Regions from separate parts of the Sus scrofa genome. Here region 1 is linked to region 2. The links are chromatin contacts, called in public Hi-C maps. All regions are on one chromosome and are shown on one strand. The core of a region is the stretch at or near the end of the contact, and the rest is flanking DNA. Distances in the headings are between cores, read along the strand shown. Region 1 has its middle 87 kb from the start of MIR148A. Region 2 holds the start of SKAP2 (src kinase-associated phosphoprotein 2).

Region 1 (5,428 bases), core at 2,781-5,280, 870 kb after region 2:
GTTTAGGCAGGCCAGGGGCCCTGGAAAGTGCTGGCAGTGGTTATTAGCAAATCATTTTAATTCTGGAGCTGTCGAGAATATTTGTTTTCCCTTGGCTGCGCCAGCCCGGGAGGGATTGCTAAGGGAGAAAACTCTTCTGGTTGTCCTCTCCTTGTGAGTTAGGGAACAATGTCTCTGAGTCCTGGGCTCGGCATTCATAGCTTCTGCGGAGAGTTCACCAACGTGCCCCTCGGCAAAGCCCGCATTGCATCCTGGGGCTGCAGGCGATCCCTCCTTGGCACTCACTGCTGTGTTCAGAAACCAAAGTTGAAAACCGCGGAGCACGTTGCAGAGAAGTGTTACATCTGGGACAGATGGGGTTACTCCACCCATGGCTGTTACAGCCCCTCAGATAAACACTCAAGGACTTCTTTAAATTTGCCCTTGCATTATTTTGGCGCCTGATCCTTAAACATGCCTCACTGCTTCAGTCTTCCTTTTGGTTTGTTTATCTCTCTCATCAGTTCTCTATGCCCATTCTTATTATCGATGGTATAACTTTATTTGGGGAAACTATTAGTCCGCTCTCCCCACCCCTCCAAAGGGGAAAACGATCAAATCTCCAATCTGTTATTTCCTGGAACTTAATCCTTCTTTTACTCATGGATCATAAAATACTTAAACCGTTAAAAATGTATCCATCACTGAACAACTTTAGAGTTATTTTATGTTTTTAAAAATGGAAATATAATCCTGGTGTATGTGTGTGTATCTTATTATAGACCGTGTCAATCTCCCTTCCACGGAAAAAAAGAACATTTGCGTGTGTGGATCTAAGTAATTATTCATTTATGATAATGAATACTACCAGCCCTGATTTTTCATTTCGAATATACGTCTTGATATCTAAATACGCAGGAACAATCACAACATTAAAAAACACCCCAAAACTGATGTAGTGGAGGGACTTGACTTTCGTCCAACAACAGACACCCTGTTTTCTTTCTTTCCTCCCCACTCTCCCCTTGGTCAACAGTCTCCTTCAGTTGTTTATTTTTAGCCGGCTTAGCCCAGGCTGTAAAGTCAGGTAAACCACAGCGGTGTGGTTGGTTCTGAGACAGTGGCGTCCCTCTGGGGCGTGCGGAAGTGCAAGCTGTCATTCTTAGAGAAAAGAAATCGGTGCCCGTCTGGGAAGAATCCGGGAGAACCATGGATTCCTAAGAGCTGTAGCCAGCTAAGGGTCCAGGACGGCAAGGATCATTGTCTGTAGCGTTTTTGACAAAATGCCGTTGGCTTTCTCTTAAAATTTTGTTGACTTATTGCTGCTGCGGGGAACGTTAGGCCCTTGTGATGAGGACTTTCTTGGCCTTCCTGGGCTGGGCAGGTCCGCTCCCTAGCCTCCACCGCGATGGCTTTCATTTCCGGAGGGCCAGCCCTGGATTCAGGTGACATTTCCCTCAACCTGAGTCAACTGCAAGGCGCTTGGTCCACACCTGGGGTTTCCTGCATGGAAAATGCCGGGGAAAATCCTCGACTCGACTTTTACCATCACACCGCTTGGCCCTAAAGGAGGGCCCTCTCCAGACTGGGGGCGGATCCTTCACTGCTCCCCAGGCGCGCCGGGCTCAGCGGTGCCACTAGCGCACTGTCCAGCACCTGGCTACAGTCCCCTAACCAGCCAAAATCAGAGGCTGCAGGGACTCGTCCGGGTTTCAAGGGGCTCTACTACCGGAAGTCATTTGACAAATCTCAGGCAGGCCTTTCCAATCTTTACTGCTCGGCAGAGCTTTGCAAATCTCTAAACACGCTGTAACCTTCTTCAAACAGTGCTCTAGACACACCTGAAGGTTGGGTTTTATTTTAGGGCCCGGCAAAATGGAAGTGGCCACCGCAGGGGCCCCCTCTGGGGTCGTGCCCGCCCCGCTTCCCGCGTCTTCCCCAGTCCTCACCTCCACCAGTAAACTGATTCCCGCGCATCCATCCGCCGCCTTCCTCCCACCCCCTCTAGCCCCAGGAGCCCTCCTGCTCCGGGCCGCTGACGACCTCGTGCTGGGGGATCACCCGGCGCTCAGGCGGCGGGCGGTCGGGAGAGAACCTCCGGGGAACCAAGCAGGACTGGCGGGGGTGTGGCGGGTGATTTATGACCCTGATCAACTTTTTAGGAAGCAGAAATTAACCTGAGGGGGATTAGGCTTGAGCTTTGAAGTTCACGGTTTTGTTTTCCTTCGACTCAGCCCTGCGATCAAATTGTTCTTGGTTCCTTCTAACCGCCTCCTCCGCCTCCTCTTTGGGTCTCACATCCCCCACCCCTATCCCTCAGCAGCCTTCCTGCACGGATTTTCGTAATTTCAAATACAAATATCGCCAGACCGGCGACTGAAGTGCCGATGACCTAGCCATTGAAGACAATATATCGTCACATCCCTGAATTCTTGGAATCTTGTTTTACGTTACATTTGAAACTGGTATTTATATTTGGAGGTCGGGAGTAGCAAATTTGTACTTTTTTTTTTTTTTTTTTTTTGCTCTTTTCAGTTTATTTCACCTTTGCGGACTAGTATTCCTCCACAGAGCAGAAGCGCAACCATAGGCAGGGTGGTCAGCGGCTCTGTGGGTGACCACTAACTTCTCAGCTTGTTCTCCAGGTACTGTGGCTTTGTAGATTCCTCCCTTAGTCGTCCTGAACATTCAAATCCAAACATGAAAGCCCTCCCTCACCGCCTGCACTCGTACCTTGGCCCCCTTTATTTCCATACACTCAGAGTCCCCTCCTCCGCAACTGCAGGTCTCCAAGGGGAATCTGTCTCCTGCGGTTCTTTCCCGCAGGCGCCTGCTGAAAAGGCAATTTCCTTGGGGGTGTGGTTGGGGCGAGAGAAAAACAGAAACCAGGATTGTTTGGGGCCTGAAACCATCCAAGTTTTATTGCATCCGCTACAAAGTCAACTAACTCTTAATGAGCATCCAAGCGTAAAAAGCCGGGGTTTACTCCGTGTTAAGGCGGGGGGTGGTTGTGTGTGTGTAATTCGCTTCTTTCTCTCGCAGCCAAAGGCTGTAACACCTCAAGAAGCTCTTCCCAACGTCAAGAATACAGATGCGAAAGTTGAAGGTGTCAGGTTTCAGCTCCCTGAGTGATCGAAGATCATTTGGCTACGAGGTCCTTCGAAGTTGGCCCTGTCTACAGCTTGTAATGAAAAGGATAATCTGTCTTGTAATAAAATACAGGATCCACACAAACAAACCCGGCATCCAACCGCCTTCCACTGCGCCTCACTGTTCCTTAATAAGCGCCACTGACAAATATTGCCATCCAGTTCCACCCGAAAAAGGGGAAGCAGTAGATCTTCCTTTTAATAACTTCCCAAAGTGTTACAAATAATAAAAGGGACGCATAAATCATCGCGCGGGCGGCTGAACGTGGACCAAGGAAGGATTTACTCCCCTCCATCCTGGACTTCCCACCGCGCTCTCATTGGCGGCTTCCTTGTAGCCCAGCCCCCAAATCCACCCTCTTATTGGTCCTTCGGACGGGGTGACGCACGGAAAGGGCGTGGGGTCGACAGGGGCCGCAGTCCGCCAATGCGCATGCGCATTATGGCGTGAGCGTGTGATTGACAGTAAGGGAGTGCGCGCGCGTGCGCGCGTGTGGGTATGTGCGTGCGTGTGTGTGCGTGTACCTGTGAATGTGTGGTGGTGGGGGTGATATTGGTGGCGATGAGTGCTCGAATTGAAGCTGTTTCTTCAGGTACCTTAGTCCTCTTTGCGGGCATTTTTTGCTGAGTCAGAAAGGCTGAAGTTACAGACCGTTCGCTCAAGGGCTCCGGAGACAAATCTGGAAGCGATTTGGGGTCTCCAGCAGAAGGCTAATTGGGGAGGGAGTAAAGAGAAGTAGAAGGCATGCATGTTTTACTGGGTCAGAAGAAGAGAGTCAAAAACCCTCAGGAAGCGATTTAATTTTATTACTTTGTTGATTTGTGTGTTTCTTGTAAAGCACACGTTATATCATGCTTCGTATCAAATCCAAGGCATCGTATGCACCGCACACGCCACTTCCTCTCGGATTGACACGGCCCGGTTCGGTCCCCCTGCAAGCAGTTACACACGCCTCTTAGCCTCCTGTAGTTATGCAAACCAGCAAATCTGAGCGAACTTTCAAAACCCAGAACAAGGTGGTAATCCTTAACTGGAAGAAAGAAAGAAAAAAAGAAGGGCGGGAGGAGGAGTAAAGAAAAAAGAAAAAAAAAGAGAAAATTTGAAATATGTAGCAACCACTAAAACAACAGTGTTAAAGACAAGATACCGAAGGAAAAATCCATTTGCTATTGAATGTAGCTTGAAATTAATTTCCCAATCCGGTCAAAGTTTTAGGAACAACTCCAGTTTCTTTTGATACTTGTTAACGCCTAGTACAAAATTCTTCAGAGGCGAGGGCTGGCTTCGTGGAGAAGAGAAATGTTTCTGCGTTGCCCTGTTGCATCCAAATTCTCGCTTTCGGGCAAGTTTCTTCTGCGTGTTCTGCTGAGCAGAAGGAGGCTGGAGAGTGTTTTCCTATTATAAAGTGTTAGGTCATTTGTTCGTGTTTGCACGTATTTTAGGGAGATAATAACGTCTTATAGCTCTCCACACATTTTAAATTACATTAGCCCTAGAAGAATTTTGTAGCTGGCAAATCAAAGCTTCGATTTTACGAATTCTGAAATTTAAAACTGGTAATTACCTCTTAGCAGGCCCTGAGTTTTTTTTTTTTTTTTCCTTTTGTTTTTTAGTTTGGGAGGTGTGGCGTGAGAGAGAAGAAATATGCAAATAAAAGTATTACAAAATCTCCATTCAAATACTATTCTGTCTGCGAGCGCTCGGTAAATACATAAAATGAGCAGAGTGTTGGAAATATGTCCTGTTAAAAGCAAAACAATTTTCTTTTAAATGTCCCCCTTGGTACATTTTTTTTCTTCTAAAGCAGCGCTTTCAGCCTGCCTAAGTATTGAAAGCCGTGTTTTTACACCATCATAGTAATTTTATTTAGAAATCCTTTGTTCACCTTTAATTTTAAAACTATAATTTACGACACGAAATTATTAGCATCGATATTCTTTTTGCGTTTCAATATGCTTTTTACTATTTATGGATATTTTAAAGCAGCAAACATTAAGGAAAATTATAAGCCTTGGGTAGATGCTTATTTTGGTTTAATCGAATGTCTTTGTCTTATTAGATAAATATACACTTAAATTTATTTTTAAATAACGAGCGAAATAATTCTTTTCTTTCGCCTTGCTGGAACAAACTGATTTTTCATTCTTCTCCGTCCGATTCTTTCCTGTACAGCTGCCACAATCGACTGACAGGCTCCAAGCAACCAGAGGACTAGTATGCAAATTTAAGATGATTGACACCTAGAGTAGAGACCAATCACGCTGGAGTAGGTTGCTGATTGGTTGACAACGATTTCACG
Region 2 (5,741 bases), core at 1,885-4,384:
TTAGGAATTCAAATCCAGTCTACATTAAATTGCTTATTATTCTTATATTGAAATGATTGACGGAAATAGCAAAATGCCCATGTTTGTGTATGTGCAAATGAGATGGAAAGCAAAAGGGAATGAGTTTCCATATCTTACTAAATTCATATATTATACTAACAAGATTAGTAACTGTGACCTAAAAACTCAAAAGACAGGTTAGTGAGCCACAAATATCAGAAGCTGCTGGTTCAGGTCAGATTCTGCATCACATCTTTGAAGGGCAAATGACTTCATGTTCCAGAATTCCAGTGAAAATATAAATTTTTTTTCCTGCTGACTGCCACACAATGATAAACTCACACCTACCAGCCCTAGAATATTCAATTGAAGAGAGGGATACAAATTTAGAAAGTGAAAACAACTCTTCATTTCTAAAATCTTTTAAAAGAGCTCTTACTAAATGACTTAAAAGACATAATGGGTTTTAAAAGTTCTAAAAATGTATTAGGCTGCAAAATAAATGCAAGGTTTCAATTGTTTTTATCTAATACACTCTTCTGATAACACCAGCGACATGGATCATTTGCCCTGGGGGAAGCCAGTTGCCATGTTAAGGGGATACTCAAGCAGCCCTGTGGCGAAGTCCATGTAGTGAGCAACTGAGGCCTTTTGCCAACAGCAAAGGGGAATGGAGGGCTCCAGCCAACAGTACTGTGGGTGAACTTTCTTCAGAGCTGATCCTCTAGCAATATTGAAGTCTTTAGATGATTGCAGTCCAACCCATAGCCCGACTGTAGCTTCATGAGGGACACTGAACCAGAACCATCCAGCTAAACCGATTGTGGATTCCTGACCACCAGAAACTACATGAGATACTAAATGTTCGTTTTAAGCCAAGTTTGTTATGTAGCAACAGATAACTAATACAATGCCTAAGTATAAATATAATCTTCCTTTCACATGCCTATGAAAGCCAAATAAAGATGAGGCAGAGAAAATACACTGTTTTAGTATACTGTTCGTTTTTCTTCAATGCTCATTTAGATTCTTTAAAAACAAAGCCTGTGGGCAAATACATATTTAGCTAAGCTAAATTTGAAAGATGTGAGGAAGGTGGTTGGGTTATATTTAGTTGTAAGAAAAAATATATGTACACACACACACACACACACACCCCTCCTTTGAACTGAAGGATTTACTTTTGAGAAGACAAATCATGAGATTCTTCCAGAATCGAGTCTCTTCTTTGCAGAACGGTAGGGAAGCTGCTTTCTCTAAGGCTGAGATTTGAAGTTTCATTTATTATTCCTTTTTACCTAATATGACTGGTTTAAAAAATAGAAAGTATGTTTTGATTTCCTTCCTACTTTTTGTCATGGAAACATTTAGAAACGAGAAATAAGAACATATTTCTTCTAGCGCCTCCTTCTCTTTGTGTTTTATAATCAATTTTAGTAACTTTGACAATAAACAGGAAAAATGATAGAGTATACAAAGCATTGCCCACGTGAATCCATCATGAAACTGTGTCCGAGAATGGTTGCCTAAATAGGGGGAATGTGTTTCATACAAAGAGTCCATTTTCTGTTATTACTTTATTTGGACTATGCTATATATTAGATGCTATATATTTTAAGGCAATTTTAATAGTTTCCTGTCTTTCACTAACAAGAATGACTTGTCATGATGAGCAGAGCAGACAGTGTCCATTTGATCCAATCCAAAAAACTGTCTATTCGATACAGTAGTAAATCACCTCAATTCCTTTGTGGAATGAGTGGAGTGTAAATAAATAAATGAGACATGAGAAAAAAATTCTGGTCAATTGTATCAGAAAGAAATAAAAGATAGGAACATTTGGAGGCCTGGTTTAATAAAAAATATGACAAGGAATTGTATGTGATAGCTGTAAAGAGAGGAAGAATCCTTACTAATATAGTATGTCCATAAAGCAGTTTCTCCCTTCTCTAGGAAGGAAGACGATTTTGTCATTTAAGAATAATTATCAATTCTTTGAAGTTGGAGGATCTATGTTGTAAGATGACTCTTATTCACTTTTACCTCCAGCAAAAAGAATTCAGATTTTCAGCACTTCTTCTAATATTTCTAAAACTGAGTAGGAAGTTCAGATTCCATTTTAGGCAATAGGTATGTTTGGGGGTGTATTTTTTGTTGTTACTTTGCATTTTTTTACATCAGTGGTGGTAAAATTGTCTTTTATTTTATTTTGAGAGAACTCCAAAATGTTCTCATTCTTCCTTTTGCAATTAGTGTTTGGTGTGGTTCTTAGAGAATTATACTAAAATGACTTGCATGTGACTACTTAATTTTTTTACTATTTTACTGTCTGACATTTTCGGTATGAAATATTAATAGAGCCATTACTCTGTGTCAGGTTTTGGGTTCCAGGTGGGGATGAAAGGCAAGTTATAACAAATTTTGTGTTCTGTAGGAGCTGGAAAGTAGTAAAGTGATTCTCAACATCAAATTCCAGGATGTCTAGCATCAGAATCACATTCAGGGCTTGTTTAAAATGCAATCAAGTCTCACGCTAAACAGCTAGAAAGCAGAATTTCTAGAAGTGGGACTTTGGGATCTGCACTGTAATAGTTTCCCTCTGAATTTAATGAAAACTAAAATTTAGTGAGGGTTGAAGGATAGAAGAATAAACAATTTACGTTGCGACTGGCGCTACAATACAATCTTCAAAGCACAATAGTAGCATCTAGGAAGGACCATTGCCATGGCAGTTTTTACCTAAAGAAAAAAAATTCCCTACACACACACACACACACACACACACACACACACACACACACACACAGACTTTCTGGGGTTTTTAGAAAAATCCGGTAAGAAGATTTAGAGAGGAGACAATAAGTATTTGTTGATTAAACGATCAGCTTGGAGGGAACAGATACTATAATTCTGTTCCAATATTCTTTTTGATGCTTATAGGTGGACAGTGGTACCTATCTCTGTTCAGCTTTTTGTCCTGAGAGCTCTCTCCTGCTCGTAGCGAGGGCAATCGGTCCTCCCAAGCGTCTGAACCAGGTAGGAAAGAGTGTAAGAGCCAATCGGAGCGCTCTCCGGCGCCGCTCCCGGCCGGCTTCCTCCGGGAGGACTGGCGGAAGAAGGGACTCTCTTACCGTCATTCAGTCAGACAAAGACGACCACAGGGGTTTAGGGAGGTCGAAAACTTCAGGTGGGGCACTATGCGAGGTTTTAAACCTCGGCGGAGCTGATGAAAGGCCAGTAAGTCTCTTAACCGGGAAACCCGGAGGCCCTTTCGGCACCTTATTTTCCGGGATCGTGGAGAAACGGCCCGCAGTCGTGGCGGTGCCAGGGACCAAAATGGCGGCGCGGCGCTTCAGCCCCCGGGTCAGGTGACGCAGCCCCAGGCCGCTCGCTTCCCACCAGCCGCTGCTCCTCCCTCGTCCCCTCGTAGGGGCGGGTGTGGCCTGACCGCGGACTCTTTTCGGAGGCGAGGCGCACCGAGGGACACACATGCGCAGTCAGGGTCCCTTCGGGCCACCGCCCCGCCCATCGCCCCGCCCCGAAGTGCCGGGCGGGGCTGGGCCAAGAGTCCAGCCGCTGTGGCCAGGACTTCAGCGACTTCCTTGTTGTGAGCCTTCGCCCGGCAGTGTCCGGACTGGTAGGCACGCCGTCCTTACAGGGATCGCTAGCCCGAGTCTAGGTCGCAGCCACAACCCCAGCCCGTTTCAGCACAGGTCCTTCCCCCGCACGCTCCGCGCTCCCTGACATGCCCAACCCCAGCAGCACCTCCTCTCCCTACCCCCTCCCCGAGGAAATTAGGAACCTGTTGGCAGGTAAAAAGCGGGAAGGGGGCGGGTAACGCGGCGGGGGCGGGGGGACGGCGAGCCGATGGGGACAGAAGCGTTCAGCGTCTCTCCTCTTCCCTGCCCGCGCTCACCTCTTCTGGCCATTGGGAGCGGGACTGGGAGGGGGCAAGTGGGGTCTGAGAAGGAGAGTGGGCGTGCGTGTTGAAATTTGGTTCGAGGATGGTGGCGAAGCCCTGCTTGGTGGGCTACACTAAGGCGATCAGGGCAGTTCTTTGTGTGTGTGTGTGTGTATGTGTGAGTGTGAGTGTGTGTGAGAGAGAGAGAGGAGGGAGGTGAGAGATCAAAGAACTAATTCTTTGGTCGCTGGACCGATGAGGAGAAAGAGATTTCTGAGCTACAGGCGTTAGGAGTTAGGGGTTATGGGACCACAGGGTTTGTCATTTCTAAAACTCCCATCTTTCTTGAACATTCAGTCTACTCATATTTGAGCTTTTCAAAGAGGGCCTGACTTTCAAATAGCCACTTGTCTTCAGCCTGAGTAACATGTTAAAACAAAAAAGGAAGGATGTGTTAAAGTCCAACTTCCTGTGTCACACGACGAAAGTACAGTACTTCATCTTTGCACCCTCATCTTCCCCTTTTCAGTTTTAAATGAACGTTTATGGGAATTTAGGAATTAAAGGTACACTTTCAAGGCTATTATGAATACACTACTAGTTCTTTAATGTACTAGATATGGAGATGTGTATTTTCAGTAAGGGGCAATAAAAATTTGTATTTCTGCATGAGGTAGAAAAATACATCTTTATTTAGAGTAGCACAGATGTTACCTATTCTGATGCTCTGGAATTCTTCCCATTATTCACTTTGTCGTGCTTACATCAGAATTATGACTACTGAATTTGGATCGTTTTACTCTTGCTTAGTTGTCTTAAGTATCTTTCAGTATTGGTCCTGAACAACTGGATTAAAAGAGTTTCTCTTAGATGCCTTTGTTACAAGTTGCTTATTTTAACTCTTAAAGGAGTATTTAAAATGTGACATTTTAAGTGGTGAGTTACTATTATAGCACTGTGAGACCAAATCTCCTAAAATGCTGGTGGTTAATGTCATGAATATAATAGAGAAAATAAAACTGATAATGTATGAATGCAAACTTAATGTTTGTGTGAGCATGACTGCAGTGTCATGAATGCATTTGTAGTGGGATAGTGTTTTACTCCGAGAAATGCTTGTTGTCATTAATGGGTCCCACTAAGGGAAATATTGAAAGACTGTGAAGACTGAGTTAAGGCAGTTTTTATTCCATTCTATGAGAGTTTCAAATGAATGCTGATTTTGTCTTACTACAGTTAACATTTGTGTTGTTACAATGCTGGAGGCTCCTTGCTTAGAATATTATTTCAGTTGCTGGTCAGAGAACTGTTTATCATACCTCCAAAAATAGATGTCACCATTTTCAGGATATTCTAGGTCTGAATTTTTGCGTTTAAGAAGTATAGATCTCTGGGTGCATGCTTTTAAAGCATGATAGCTCCACAGTAGACAGCTTGCTATCTGGGTCCACAGTCATACATTTGCAGATACCATGATATATAGGTTATGAGACTCTTTATTCTCTCCTCACCATAGATTACAAGTATTTCATGTAGCCCTTATTTGTATAATGTAATTGAGAGCTCAGAATACATACTATTTAAATTATCTGCCATTGCTAACGTCCTGTATACTTTAGCCATTATGTCTCTCTCTTTAGCCAGATAATATACTTCATGATATCTGAAATCAGTGTTTTAAAGATCTTACTGACATTTTCAGTATTTCACATTGTTGACGTGAATCACATATTAAAACATTAAGTATTAAAAACAAATATTAAAATGCTAAAAATTTGATGATTATCCATTTGGCTTATACTTTATTTTCAGAGGATATTTTCAAGAAGTATGGCTCTGA

What was found. A called contact is a pair of places that touch in the nucleus more often than the background predicts.
Region 1: a contact with region 2 is called in a Hi-C map of skeletal muscle, with 5 times the contacts expected there. The contact joins the enhancer-like site here to the promoter of SKAP2 in region 2. A contact is called at or near these places in 15 of 47 Hi-C or Micro-C datasets (adipocytes, alveolar macrophages, brain and 10 more).

What each region holds. Positions count from the first base shown.
Region 1 is chr18:46,499,726-46,505,153 of Sscrofa11.1, forward strand. No RefSeq gene overlaps it. Among named protein-coding and RNA genes, the nearest start is that of MIR148A, 87 kb to the left of the region's middle. Within about 2 kb of position 4,031, at least 34 of the 83 cell types and tissues checked have an H3K27ac peak or open chromatin away from gene starts, as enhancers often do. A contact at or near this core is called in embryonic fibroblasts, fetal skeletal muscle and skeletal muscle, where this site is marked.
Region 2 is chr18:45,633,795-45,639,535 of Sscrofa11.1, forward strand. It overlaps SKAP2 (src kinase-associated phosphoprotein 2), which reads left to right and starts at 3,135. Exons shown (of 15, transcript XR_002340310.1): 1 at 3,135-3,812.